2 separate regions of the Macaca mulatta genome follow, and region 2 is linked to region 1. A link is a contact called in public Hi-C data. All regions are on one chromosome and are shown on one strand. Each heading gives the region's core, a stretch centred on a gene start, on an enhancer-like site or on the middle of the called end of the contact. The rest is flanking DNA. Distances are from core to core; before and after follow the strand shown.

Evidence for each region. A called contact is a pair of places that touch in the nucleus more often than the background predicts.
Region 2: a Hi-C map of blood shows a contact between it and region 1, with 6 times the contacts expected there. The contact joins the promoter of STAT6 here to the enhancer-like site in region 1. A contact is called at or near these places in 8 of 14 Hi-C or Micro-C datasets (CD4 T cells, blood, cortical neurons and 5 more).

Annotation. Positions count from the first base shown.
Region 1 is chr11:64,216,515-64,223,957 of T2T-MMU8v2.0, reverse strand. NEMP1 (nuclear envelope integral membrane protein 1) reads left to right here. Exons shown (of 11, transcript XR_013401165.1): 5 at 3,547-3,640; 6 at 4,100-4,214; 7 at 4,939-5,164. Among named protein-coding and RNA genes, the nearest start is that of MYO1A, 14 kb to the right of the region's middle. Within about 2 kb of position 4,082, at least 6 of the 40 cell types and tissues checked have an H3K27ac peak or open chromatin away from gene starts, as enhancers often do. A contact at or near this core is called in CD4 T cells and blood, where this site is marked.
Region 2 is chr11:64,264,505-64,271,947 of T2T-MMU8v2.0, reverse strand. It overlaps STAT6 (signal transducer and activator of transcription 6), which reads left to right and starts at 4,030. Exons shown (of 28, transcript NM_001265997.1): 1 at 4,030-4,256; 2 at 7,095-7,231. The coding sequence starts at 7,116.

The sequences.
Region 1 (7,443 bases), core at 2,833-5,332:
TTTGTTCAGACGTAGAGAGACAAATATCAGCTGGGCGCGGTCGCTCACACCTGTAATCCCAGCACTTTGGGAGGCCGAGGTGGGTGGATCACGAGGTCAGGAGATCGAGACCATCCTGGCTAACATGGTAAAACCCCATCTCTACTGAAAATACAAAAAATTAGCCGGGCGTGGTGGCAGGTGCCTGTAGTCCCAGCTACTTGGGAGGATGGGGCAAGAGAATGGCGTGAACATGGGAAGTGGAGCTTGCAGTGAGCCGGGATCGCGCCACTGCACTCCAGCCTGGGCAACAGAGCGAGACTCCGTTTTTTAAAAAAAAAAAAAAGAGACAAATATCAACTGCTCAGCCTGGGCAACATGGTAAAACCCTGTGTCTACAAAAAATACAAAAATTAGCTGGGTGTGGTGGCATGTGCCTGTGATCCCAGTTACTCAGGAGGCTGAGGCACGAGAACTGCTTGAGCCTGGAGGCGGAGGTTGCAGTGAGCCGAGATCACACCATTGCACTCCAAGCTAGGCCACAGAGGGAGACCCTGTTTCAAAAAAATAAAAATCAAGTGCTTATTCATTTTCTTCCTTTAAGAACCTACTAGTTAAGACAGGTGAGACTGACATGTACAAATATGAAGAAAATATATAGGTAACTAAATAAACATTGAGTGAAGGTAAAATCAGCATTAAGTTTGTATACAAGTAAAAAGTATTTGTGGAATAGTGAATGAAAGATTAACAATTGGAGTTTGAAGTTGGGCTGGAGTGGGGTTGCTGGAAGTTGTTCCTTATTTTGGGGATGCTGGGAGAAACAGTGAGGGAGGAATAACTGGTAGAAAAAAATCTGGAATAGGGGGCTGGTTGTGGTGGCTCACACCTGTAATCCTAGCACTTTGGGAGGCTGAAGGGGGGAGGATGACTTGAGCCCAAGAGTTTGAGACCAACCTAGGCAACATAGTGAGACCCTGCCTCTACAAAAAAATATAAAAATTAGCCAGGCCTGGGTTGTGCATGCCAGTAGTCCCAGCTACTTGGGAGTGTGAAGTAGGAGGATCACTTGAGCCCGGGAGGTTGAGGCTGCAGTGATCTGTGATCGCACCACTGCACTCCAGCCTGGGTGACAGAGTGAGACCCTGTCTTAGAAAAGAAAAAATAATCGGGTTGGGAGAGATGATGGAGATGGGAATAGGACATTACACAGAGGCTCATTATTGGGAAATATATGAGGGAAGCCCTTGAATACTAATCTTCATAATCTGATAGTAACTACATAGCGTCAGTCTCTACAGTTCTCTGACCTCAAGTTTTGGGCAAATATAGGCACACATCAGTTTATTGTACTTTATTGTGGTTCACAGATAGTGCATTTCTTTCCAAATTGAAGGTTCCTGGCAACCCTGGGTCGAGCAAGTCTACCACACCATTTTCCCAATAGCATGTGCTCACTTGGGGTCTCTGTGTCACATTTTAGTAATTCTTACAATATTTTAGACTTTTTCATATGATTATAACTGTTATGGTGATCCATGATCAGTGATCTTTGATGCTGCTGTTGCAGTTATTTTGGGGTACCACATGTCCATGTAAGACACTATATTAGTTCATGCTGTTGATAAAGATACCCGAGACTGGGTCATTTATAAAGAAAAAGAAGTTTAATGGACTCATAGTTCCTCATGGCTGGGGAGGCCTCACAATCATGGCAGAATGCAAAAGGCACATCTTATATGGCGGCAGGCAAGGGAGAATGAGACCCAAGTGAAAGGGGAAACCCCTTATAAAACCGTCAGATCTCATGAGACTTATTCACTACCATGAGAAACAGTATGAGGGAAACTCCCCCCATGATTCAATTATCTCCCACCAGGTCCCTCCTACAACATGTGGGAATGATGGGAGCTACAATTCAAGATGAGATTTGGGTGGGGACACAGCCAAACCATATTAGACAGTGAACTTAGTAAATGTCATGGGTGTTCTAACAACTCCACCAGTTGGTTATTCCCCTGTCTCCCTTCTTCTTGGGCCTCCATATTCCCTGAGAAACAGCAATATTGAAACTAGGCCAATTAATAACCTTAGAGTAGATAGTAAGTCTTCAAGTGAAAGGAAGAGTCATACATCTCTCTGATTATGCTTAGTGAGGACAGCAAAAGCCAAAATAGACTAAAAGCTAGACCTCTTGTCCCAAGTAGTTAGCCAAGTTGTGAATGCAAAGGGAAAGTTCTTGAGGGAAATTAAAAGTGTTGCTCCAGGGAACACACAAGTGATAAGAAAGTGAAACAGCCTTATTGCTGATATGAAGAGAGTTTTAGTTGGCTGTTGAGAAGATTAAACCAGATACAACTTTTTTAAAGCTAAAGCCTGATCCAGAGCAAGACCCTAACTCTCTTCAATTCTGTGAAGGCTGAGAGAGGTGAGGAAACCTCAGAAGAAAAGTTTACAGCTAGTGAAGGAAGGTTCTTGGTTCATGAGATTTAAGGAAAGAAGCTGTCTTCATTACATAAAAGTGCAAGGTAGGCTGGGCGTGGTGGCTCATGCCTGTAGTCTCAGCACTTTGGGAGGCTAAGGCGGGCAGATCACTTGAGCCCAGGGAGTTCAAGACCAGCCTGAGCAACGTGGTGAAACCCTGCCTTTACAAAAAATACAAAAAAGTCAGTCATGGTACCAGCTACTTGGAAGGCGGAGGTGGGAGAATCACCTGGGCCCAGTAGATCAAGGCTGCAGTGAGCCATGATCACACCATCGCACCCCAGCTTGGGCAACACAGTGAGACCTTGTCTTAAAAAAAAAAAAAAAAAAAAAAGATGAAGCAAGCACTGATACAGAAGCTGTAGCAAGTTGTTCAGAAGATCTAGCTAAGATCATTGTTGAAAGTGGCTACAATTAAAGATGCCATTGAGGACTTTCATGGTGAGAGAGAAGTCAGTGCCTAGCTTCAAAGGAGGGGTGATCCTCTTGTTAAGGGTTAATGCTGTTGGAGGATTGACTCCAATTTTGAAAGAAGTTCTGTGGTGAAATGCTATCAGGACAGTATTGCATGCTTTAGAGAAATCTTCATGAAAGGAGGAGCCAGTGCAGCAAACTTCGTTGTATTTTAAGAAATTGCCACAGTCACTCCAGTCTTCAGAAACTACCACCTTCATCAGTCAACAGCCATCAACATGGAAGTGAGACCCTCCACCAGCAAAAAAATGATGACTCACTGAAGGCGTAGATGATCTTTAGCAGTTTTTAGCAAAGCATTTTAAATTAAGGAATATATATTTTTAAGACATAATGCTGTTGTATACTTAATACCCTCTAATATAGGGTAAACATGATTTTTATATGCACTGGGAAACCAAAAAATTTGTATGACTTACTGATTGCAATTGCAGTATTTGGTTTGTTGCAGTGGTCTGGAACCAAATTGGAAATGTTTCTGATGTTTGCTTGTACTGCTCTAATCTTGTTCCTTTTAAAATCTTTTGGCTAGGTTAGTTGTCCTAGTTTCAACAGTACTATGTATGAAATATATACATATGGTCATGAAATACATTTTTTTTTCTGCAGAAGTCAAATTTTCTACTACTCCACTGGGATGAGTGTGGGAATTGTGGCCTCTCTACTAATCATCATTTTTATACTATCTAAGTTTATGCCTAAGGTAAGTATCAGAATCTTCATGTGCAGCTAGAATGAATTTGGATAGCTGAAGGACTGTTTTCCTGGGTAATCTTAGAAAACTGAAAATGTGTATTGATGGCTGATGAGTCAATGTCCTACTCTCCTTGATTCAAAAAGGTACTTTCCACGATGAAACTTGGAGCCTGATTACAAATTTTTTCTTTTTATATAAAATCCTGTGCTCGGAGGGGGGTTAAAGTCTCCTTCCTGTTTTTTAATTATATAGCCAGGCTTTTAAGTTATTTAGCATCTCATCTTCCCAGTGTTCCTTGCAGACTGTACCATTTTAAGTATAAAGGACATCTTTTTAAGAGAAGTGTTTTTTGTGCATTTTGAGTAGGTTGAATTTTTTTTTAAAAAATCATAGTTCCATTTTGCTTCTTTTATGTATGGAAAGCCTGTTGTAACTTTTTGCTTTCACTTCTACTCTCTGTCTTAGAAAAGTCCCATTTACGTCATCCTGGTGGGAGGCTGGTCTTTTTCTCTGTACCTCATTCAACTAGTTTTTAAAAATTTACAAGAGATCTGGAGGTGTTACTGGCAGTATCTTTTAAGTAAGTGTTGTCGGTTTTGCTTTCCTTTTGTATGTTTATAGGCTGTTTCAGTTAATTTAATCATGAAAATATTTTACCTGCTTATGGGATTTAATAGTTCATGTCATTTTTAAAAACTTTTAAAAATCGTAGTTTTTCGCTTATTTCTGACCCCTCTACGATTATCACCTTCTCTTAAATTAGAATGGTACTGTTAAGGAGAAGATGTCATTTATTGGTATTCATAAATATACCTTTCTTTACACAATAAACATTTTTCTGAAAAGCTGTAAATTGACCTTATTAATGGAATCATATTTTAAATATACTTGGGGACCTTAAGTAAAGGACTCTGCAGTAAATTTTTTTCTCCTTCATTTCTGAATGAACTGCTGTAGATTTTATTTACAAAGTAAAAATCCTTGGTCCTATAGATAGTAACCTTTGATTTATCCTTTGAGGGGTGATTAATCTGGATTTCCATATATTGGTTTTTAAAATAGACTATTTCAGGGTTGTTTGACATATAACTTTAATGTTCTGTTTGAACCGAATAAATTTAGGATAGCAGAAAGGATAGAAACTTAGAGAAATGTATTTTAAGAAAAAAGTGTGAATAATTAAGTAAAAATCTGATTTCCCGGTTCAATTGGTGCTATATAGTAAATTTACTACTGCTTCCCACACAAATTATTTTTACCAAGTATAGATGAAAAAGAATGTCTTCTGATAACTCTTCTCATAGGTTATGTCCTCACAGTTGGATTCATGAGTTTTGCAGTGTGTTACAAGTATGGGCCCTTGGAAAATGAACGAAGTATCAACCTGCTGACCTGGACCTTGCAGCTAATGGGCCTGTGTTTCATGTATTCTGGCATCCAGATACCACATATTGCCCTTGCCATTATCATCATTGCCCTGTGTACTAAGAACCTGGAATACCCTATTCAGTGGCTGTACATCACCTACAGGTGAATGAAAGGCAATGTAACTTAATATTGACAGGTACAGTGTGGGATGCAGTTGCAGCAAGAGGATACAGAGGTGTTGACCTGGGAGCTTCTTCGTTAATGAAAAGTCATTGTGTTGTACTTCCGCCTTTGTTCCTTCCCGAGTCTATTTTTTTTTTTTTACTTTCTATAGGAATTTTTATATTTTTATTCTAGTCATTTTATATAAAATAAAAAACATCTAGTAAAATGTCATGTGTTCCTGTTACCACAAGGTGGTGCAAATTATATCACTTTTTTTTTGAGATGGAGTCTTGCTCTGTCGCCCAGGCTGGAGTGCAGTGGCGTGATCTCGGCTCACTGCAACCCCCACCTCCTGAGTTCAAGCGATTCTCATGCCTCAGCCACCTGAGTAGCTGGGATTACAGGCATGCGCCACTACACCCAGCTAATTTTTGTATTTTTAGTAGGTTTCACCATGTTGACCAGGCTGGTCTCGAACTCCTGACCTCAAATGTCAGGGGTTCCTAAAGTGCTGAGGCAATCCCAAAGTGCTCGAATTACAAAGTCCTGGGATTACAGACGTGAGCCACCACACCCGGCCACAAATTATATCGCTTTTATACTATATGCTCATTGAGGTCTCCTGGGTTCAGTTTTTTTTTTTTTTTTTTTTTTTTTAAACAGTGTCTTGCTCTGTCACCCAGGCTGGAGCACAGTGGCGTGATCTTGCCTCACTGCAACCTCCGCCTCCCGGGTTCAAGTGATTCTCCAGCCTCAGCCTCCCGAGTAGTTGGGACTACAGGCGGGCGCCACCATGCCTGTCTTAATTTTTGTATTTTTTGTTTTTTTTGTTTTTGTTTTTTTGTTTTTTTTTTTTTGAGACGGAGCCTCGCTCTGTCGCCCAGGCTGGAGTGCAGTGGCCGGATCTCAGCTCACTGCAAGCTCCGTCTCCTGGGTTCACGCCATTCTCCTGCCTCAGCCTCCCGAGTAGCTGGGACTACAGGCGCCCGCCACCTCGCCCGGCTAGTTTTTCGTATTTTTTTTTAGTAGAGACGGGGTTTCACCGTGTTAGCCAGGATGGTCTCGATCTCCTGACCTCGTGATCCGCCCGTCTCGGCCTCCCAAAGTGCTGGGATTACAGGCTTGAGCCACCGCGCCCGGCCCAATTTTTGTATTTTTAACAGATATGTGGTTTCACCATGTTGGCCAGGGTGGTCTCAAACTCCTGACTTCAGGTGATCTGCCCTCCTCAGCCTCCCAAAGTGCTAGGATTATAGGTGTGAGCTACCTCACCCGGCCCATTTCAGACTATTTCTCAGTGGCTTTCAGATTGCTCTGGAGGTCTTAGTCTTATTTTAAGATGTAATTCGTAGCATGTTTTGTCACCTTGCAAAATAAATATGGAATGTTCCTAGGTCCTGAAGTTGTCTATTATAGATAGTCAAGGTGATACCTTCAGTCTGGGAAATCAAGTTATTGGACCACAATCTTTTTTGTTTTTTTTTTTGAGAAGGAGTCTTGCTCTGTCACCAGGCTAGAGTGCAGTGGCACAATCTCAGCTCACTGCAACCTCCGCCTCCCGGGTTTAAGCGATTCTCCTGCCTCAGCCTCCTGAGTAGCTGGGATTACAGGCACATGCCACCACGCCCAGCTAATTTTTGTATTTTTAGTAGAGATGGCGTTTCTCTATGTTGGCCAGAATGGTCTCAATCTCGACCTTGTGATCCGCCTGCCTTGGCCTCCCAAAGTGCTGGGATTACAGGCATGAGCCACCGTGCCTGGCCTTTTTTTGAGACGGAGTTTTGCTCTTGTTGTCCAGGCTGGAGTGCAGTGGCATGATCTTGGCTCACTGCAACCTCCGCCTGCCTGGTTCAGGCGATAGTAGCTGGAATTACAGGCATGCATCACCACGCCCGGCTAATTTTGTATTTTTAGTAGAGACAGGTTCCTCCGTGTTGGTCAGGTTGATCTCCAGCTCCTGATCTCAGGTGATCTGCCTGCCTCGGCCTCCCAAAGTGCTGGGATTATAGGCGTGAGCCACTGCGCCCGGCTAGGACCACAATCTTATACCATAATTTTCTTGTTATTTTCCCATCTATTAAAAAATAAGTATTTTATCATTTATTGAAAAATAAAGTGAGTTTATTCACATTAGTGGATAATATTGACTGTAAATAATTTTTCACTTTCTATAGGCATTTTTATATTTTTATTCTAGTCATTTTATATAAAATAAAAACGTCTAGTAAAATGTCGTGTGTTCCTGTTACCACAAGGTGGTGCAAATTATATCACTT
Region 2 (7,443 bases), core at 2,781-5,280, 48 kb before region 1:
GCTGGGTGTCGTGGCATGCGCCTGTAGTCCCAGCTACTGGGGAGGCTGAGACAGGAGAATTGCTTGAACCTGGGAGGCGGAAGTTGCAGTGAGTTGAGATCACGCCACTGTACTCCAGCCTGGGCAACAGAGGGAGACTCCATCTCAAAAAAAAAAAAAAAAAAAAAAAAAGAATTCAGATACATATATAAAGCTGAAACAAAAGTTTAATTAAACAATACTTATCCTTACTTCACATGATGCCTTCTGATATTTATTTTTTAATTTTATTCACTTTTTTATTTTTATTTTTTATTTTTTGAGATGGAGTCTTGCTCTGTTGCCCAGAATGGAGTGTAGTGGTATGATCTCAGCTCACTGCAGCCTCCACCTCTTGGGTTCCAGTGATTCTCCTGCCTCAGCCTCCCAGGTAGCTGGGATTACAGGCACGTGCCACTGTGCCCGGTTAATTTTTTGTGTTTTTTAGTAGAGACGAGGCTTCATCATGTTGGCCAGGCTGGTCTCGAACTCCTGACCTCAGGTGATCCACCCACCTCGGCCTCTCAAAGTGCTAGGATTACAGGCATGAGCCGCTGCGCCTGGCCTTTACTTCAGTTTTAAAGAGTGATGGTCAAGACACTGGTTTTTTTTTTTTTTATGTTTTGGTTTTTAATTTTGTTTTAAATTTTTTTCATAGACATGGGATGTTTTTATGTTGCCCAGGCTGGTCTCGAACTCCTGGCCTCCAGCAATCCTCCTGCCTCAGCCTCCCAGAGTATTGGGATTACAGGTGTGAGCCATTGTGCCTGGTCAAGATGCTGTTATGGGCTGAGTTGCGTTCCTCAAAAATTCTCTTGAAGTCCTAATCCCAAGTACCTCAGGATGTGACCTTATTTTGAAGGACCCACTTACAGGGTCTTTACAGAGGTAATTAAGTTAAAATGAGGCCATTAGGGTGGTGCTTAATGCAATATGACTGGTATCCTTGAAAGAAGGGGAAACTTGGAGGCTGACTTGCATACAAAGAGAACACTGTGTGAATGTGAAAATGGCCATCTACAAGCCAAGGAGGGAGGCCTGGAACAGAGCCTTCCTTCACATCCCTGAGAAGGAATCAATCAACCCTGCTCATGTTAACCTTGATCTTGGACTTCTAGCCTCCAGCATCTTGAGAGATTTCTGTTGTTTAAGTCATACAATTTGTATTACTTTGTTACAGCAGCCCTAGCAAACTGATACACTCACCAAATTGATTTTGTGACTCACTATTGGGTTGTAAAATTGATTTTGTGACTCACTATTGGGTTGTAACCGGCAGTACACAGACATAAAGTTATTTTTTCCTTTTGCTTTCTCTTGTGCAATCTTTTGTGTGTGTGTGTGTGACGGAGTCTCGTTCTGTCACCAGGCTGGAGTGCAGTGGCGTGATCTCGGCTCACTACAATCTCTGCCTCCCAGGTTCAAGTGATTTCCCTGCCTCAGCCTCCCAAGTAGCTGGGACTATAGGCATGCACTACCACACCCGACTAATTTTTTGTATTTTTAGTAGAGACAGGGTTTCACCATGTTGACCAGGATGGTCTCAATCTCCTGACCTTGTGATCTGCCTGCCTCAGCCTCCCAAAGTCCTGGGATTACAGGCATGAGCCTCTCTTGTGCAATCTTTACCACCACTCGATGGGATGGCAGGGCCCAGGGGAGGGTGATACAGTCACCCTCACAGTCATGCAGGTGCAGATGTCATTAATGAAGGTCTGACAGACCCTGCAATTGTACAATCTGAAGATGAGTATCTCCTTAAATTTCATACTCTAGGCACTTTACCCTAGCCTAGACTCTGTTGAAGTAGGTATGACTATTATTCTCATTTGAGGGATTGACATCTGATTGAGAACCTCCTAAATGGAATCAGACCCAAGCCAGATTTGCCTCTAAATTCTGTTTTTTTTCCCCCTTACATCACAGTGTTCCCATTGGTATAATCAGTTAGAGAGGGAGACAATAAATACCATTTTTCTACCAGTACTTGCCCCTTGCCTTCCTACCCCTTAAAAGGAGCGAAAGTCAGAGAGCACATTTACTCTTTTCCCTCCTGCTACCCAAGTCTTTGGGGACTTGTAGCTCTGACACCCCTAGATGGTGAAACCTGGCTTCACCTACTGTCTGTGGATGTCTGCAGGCAGAGTGGGCACCCGGGACCACATACAAAGCACGTGTGCCATGAACACGTATGTGCACACACCTTGATCCTAGGATGGCTTGTTGGACAAGCCAATGGACAGAGTCCCTGCCTGCCACCTCCACCCGTGCCTCCCTTCTCTTCCATTCACTGCCCTGCAGACACAGCGGGCACATATGCACATACACTCTCAATAGGATTCTTTTGGCAGTAATATGACCCCCAAATCTGGGGACTTCTATGTAGGATGGAGACCCTTCTCCTTTCCTCATACCTGGTTTATTAAGAACCATAAAAATAGTGCCTGACAGTTACTGTGTGTCAGTCACTGTTCTAAGCCTTCAGATGTATTACTGCATTTGATTCTCACAACATTATGAGTTAAGACTTATTTGCTCCACTTTACAGATGACGAGAATGAATCACAGAGTAAATTGCCCAGGGTTGTGTGGTTAGCAGCATTAGCAGGATTTGAATCCAAGCAGCCTGTATGCACAGTCCAGTCTCTTAACTGCTATATTCTGCTGTGTTCAAAGCCTCTGCTGCCTGGCTGGATCCACACACATGCACTCATGCACAGACCTGCGGGGTACCAAGGGATGGAGTGGGAGGAGCTGGGTCTGGAAATCAATTCAGGCACCAGGGGGCAGCATAGGCCTAGCTTTGGCCCCTCAGCCCAGCCCGGCTATGGGAGGGAGGAGGGGAGCAGAAACTTCCTCCCGCCGCCCCTCAGACACCACCTCTTCCACACACCTGGGCTCTCAGGTGTCCGCGAGTAAAGGCCTCTCTGGGTCCCTTGGTCTCCTCCAGCTCCTCCCCCAGCAAAAACTGCAGCACCCTCCACTAGTTATGATGATGACTCAGAAGCTGAGCAAGACTGTGTGTGTGTGTGTGTGTGTGTGTGTGTGTAGTGTTGTGATTACAGTGGGCTCTGAGTGCGGATATGTTTGGGAGCCTGCCTGCATATGTGTGTGTGTGTGTGTGTGTGTGTGTGTGTGTGTGTGTCTGTGTGTGGTGTTGTGATTACAGTGGGCTCTGAGTGCGGATATGTTTGTGAGCCTACCTGCATGTGTGTGTGTGTGTGTGTGTGTGTAGTCTTGTGGTCAGGGAAGTTGTGCATGTGTGTGTTTGTTTCTTGGCGTGTCTCAGTGTTTACCCCAGAAACAGATAGGAACTTGGCAGATAGGAACACAGCAGATTCGAATTCAAACTTGTCCCTTGTGAATCTGCAGGCAGCAGCTCCGGCTTGTGCTGGTTCCCCCCACAGTCTCAGGAGGGGTGCCCTGTGAGGAGAGGGCAAAGACCAGCTTCAGTCCAAGGGACTCCTGGAGTCTTCCAGAATTCTGAGCTGAGGGTTCCCCTCCCCCACTCCCTCCCATCAGTGGTCACGAGACCGACCTCTAAGGCGTTCCCTGCCAGAAGGGAGGGGGACCTAGGAGTTGGCTGGCATCGAGCTCCCCGGCTGCTTTTCAGGGTCCTCCACTGGAGGGAGCGCAGAGTCCAGAGGGATTTACTTTTCCTGAGGCCCTGGGGAGCCCAGTCCCTCGTGGGCCCAAACCCCAGCCCTTGGCAGAGTTTGAGTTTGGGAGCCAAGCAGTTAGGGGTGGCATGTCTCTGTTTGATATTGGGTGACTTTCTGGAGAAAAGCTGATGCTTTTGAGGGGGCCAGAGTAAGTGGGGGTCAGCCTCCGCCGGAGCCTGGCTCCAGGGCCTGGACCCCAGTCCTGATCCCCCACGTGCTCCCCCACTCGGCACAGGAGGCACACATATTCACCCCACTTTCTTCCTCTTCCTCCTCCAGCCCACTTTCTCTTCTCTGTGTCGTCAGAGCTCCAGGGAGGGACCTGGGTAGAAGGAGAAGCCGGAAACAGCGGGCTGGGGCAGCCACTGCTTACACTGAAGAGGGAGGACGGGAGAGGAGTGTGTGTGTGTGTATGTATGTGTGTGTTTTATTTTATTTTTCTTTTTGGTGATGGTGGTGGAAGGGGGGAGGTGCTAGCAGGGCCAGCCTTGAACTCGCTGGACAGAGCTACAGACCTATGGGGCCTGGCAGTGCCCGCTGAGAAAGGGAGAAGACAGCAGAGGGGTTGCCTCCGAGGTGGGTGCGGGGGCCTCTTTGAGTGTGTGGGGGTGGATTCGGCGGGGGAGCTCTCGGGATCCTCCCCTGGCTGGGTGGATGGTCCCCAAGAGATGGTTTCAGCTAGTGTTGGTGGCTGGTGGCACTGGGTTTTGGCAGTTTCGAACTCCTGGAGGAATCTGGGAGGGTCCAGGCCTCAGTACTCCCCTCCCCCATGGGTCACGTTTTCACAGCCTCACCCCTGCACCCCCAGGGCAATGGAAAGTCAGGGAAAGAAGGTGAAGGAGTGCTCCTCTGCCCTGGGTCGGGGGAAGTGGCCGCCCCTCCCTGGAAGGTTGATGCCAGAGGGCAGTGGATCCTCGTTAAACCCCTATCCTGCCCTCCTCTAAAGGTTCCTGTTCAAGGGTGTGGCTGGGGGGTGAGCGAGCCCCAGATGTAGACCTCATGGTGCCCCACAGGAGGGGGAATTTCCCCCTCAAAACTGCTCCACGCTTGGCTGCTGTAGACGCTGAGATTTCCCAGCGGTGGCGCCGAGTTAACCCTCCTCGTGCTGAACTGGCTCCACCTCCCCGCCCGCCCCCACCGCCACATCCACACATTGGGCAACTCAGAGAAGCTGTTTTAACTTTCGATCCTGTGGTCCCACAGTCAGAGGACTTCGGGAGGTAGGGGTTGAGATAAGCGAATTTAGGCCACCAAGCGGGCGGACAAGGATCCCAGACCTTGCGCTTCCCTTCTGGGTTTGGGAGGGAACACTGGTCCCGCCCCTCACGCCGTGGTTCCTCCCTCCCTTCCCCTACAGCGGGCTGAACGCTAAAGGAGCCCCTGTCCTGGTCAAGCCAATCGACCCAGCCTTGTTATGAGTTGGGGTGGGGAGAAATGTGTCCTCCTAATGTCTGGGGAAGAAGAGGGGTTGGATATTCCTAGCCAGGGCCATGCCAGGAGGCTGGTCACTTTGCAAGGGGATGCAGAGGAAAGCGATGCCCACCCATTCCAGAGGACCTTTCTCTCTTGGGTTAGAGAAAGGCCTATTGGAGGGACCTAAGCAGGAGGGGTAAGGATCCGTCTTGAGGAGAAAAGAGCTGGGGGAAGTGGGAACTGGAGGAAAGAGGGGCATGAAGGTCTTGGAGCAGGAAGGTCCAGAGAAGGGGCCTCTCCATTTTCCATCCCTTTGAGAGTCCTGGGTGAAGTGAGAGGCTGAACGTGGAACAGGAGGACTTGGGGTTACTGGTTTTTGGGAGACCGGGGGAGTTGTCATCCCATCCTCTCCCTCATCTCTAGGAGAGGGATATTGTGAGAAACGTGAACTGAGAGGCCCCTGGGGAACCACTGGTCTACCCAGTTCCCCCTGAACCTGGAAATGGGGATGCAACCCCCTCCTCTACTTCCCTGTCCCCTTCTCTCCTTTCTCCCTCTTTTCGTCTCTCTTCTTCACCTCCAGCTTCCTCTCTCTTCTAGGCTCTTTCCTCCTGGCTTACTAAACCTGCCTTTTTTTCCGGTCTCTCCCATCCTCTTCCTTAGTTCTCTCTACTTTCCTTTTCCAACTCTCCTCCTTCAAGTCTCCTCCCATCTTCCCCCACTTCTTAGGATGATCAGATTTGCCCCTGGAAGGGATCCTAACAACACAGTGCGATGGTTAATCCCCACTCAGATTCAAAGCCTGCTTTCCAAACTCACCTACTGAGTGACCTTGGGCAGGGTAGAGAAACTCCTTAAGCCTCAGTTTCTTCATCTATAAAATGGATATTATATATTTTCAAAAGTGTCATGAGGCCTGAATGAGATAATGCACTGAGTGTAATGCCTCCTACGTGGTAAGTGCTTAACAAATAGTAGCTGTTATTACTCTCCCATCCTCTTCATCATCTAGCCTTGTGGTTTTCATTTTTATTTAATTTTATTTACTTATATATATATATTTTTGAGACAGAGTCTCGCTCTGTCGCCCAGGCTTTTTTGAGACAGTCTCGCTCTGTCGCCCAGGCTTGAGTACAGTGGTGTAATCTCGGCTCACTGCAAGCTCCGCCTCCCGGGTTCACACCGTTCTCTCACCTCAGCCTCCCGAGTAGCTGGGACTACAGGGGCCTGCCACCACGCCCTGCTAATTTTGTTTTTGTATTTTTAGTAGAGACAGGGTTTCACCGTGTTAGCCAGGATGGTCTTGATCTCCTGACCTAGTGATCCGCCCACCTCGGCCTCTCAAAGTGCTGGGATTACAGGTGTGAGCCACCGCTCCTGGCCGAGCCTTGTGGTTTTCAAATTATCTCATGGAGTCCTAGAATTTTGAGAGGTTTGTCTAGGGACGCCTTTGGCGTCAGGAGATGGGGAGAGGGAAGTAGAAGCAGTCAAGTTTCAGGCTTTCCATGCTTGCTTTCAACAGGGCATCTTCAGTTTCGTACCTTTTATGTAATTGAGATTCCACAGATTAAAAGCTGACATTGCCTACTGCTTTAAAAAGTTTGGAAAGTTTTCCATTCATCTAACACTCATATTTTATAGATGAGAAAATCAAAGCCCACACAGGGAAGGCTCCTTGCCCACAGAACCAGAGTCAGGTCTAGAGCTGCAACCAAATTCTCTGCCATCTCCAAGAGAGCTCTCTCCCTACTGCCCTGTCTCCCTTTGCCTCCCCACCCCTCTGGCTACAGCTCAACTCTTTCCACCCCTGTGTCTATCACTGAAGGAGTTACCCCCATCTCAGGCATTGACCCAGGATGCCCCTGGTTTAAGGTGGTCTGGCCATGAGTGGTGGTGGGGATGGTCCCTAGGAGGGCTATCTATAGGAGGTCCCTGGCTGCTCCAGAAGATAGGCCAAGTTTCTTGGGCACCCCTCAGAGTGGCCTTATTTTTCTCCTCCAGGCAACCTCCAAGTCCCAGATCATGTCTCTGTGGGGTCTGGTCTCCAAGATGCCCCCAGAAAAAGTGCAGCGGCTCTATGTCGACTTTCCCCAACACCTGCGGCATCTTCTGGGTGACTGGCTGGAGAGCCAGCCCTGGTGAGTCCTGGCTGTTCCCTGCTGGTTCCCCAAGTCTTCCCTGACTCATCTTCCTTCTCCTTAGATTTTTTCCCCTCAGCCATGGATTCAGAACTTGAGACCTGTTATTCCATGTGTAGTGACCTAGATTTAGCAGGGAGTCTGTGCCCCATCAAGACCAGCCTATGAATGTTGACAGATGGAGACCCCATCTCTTAGGAGGCTGAGCTGAA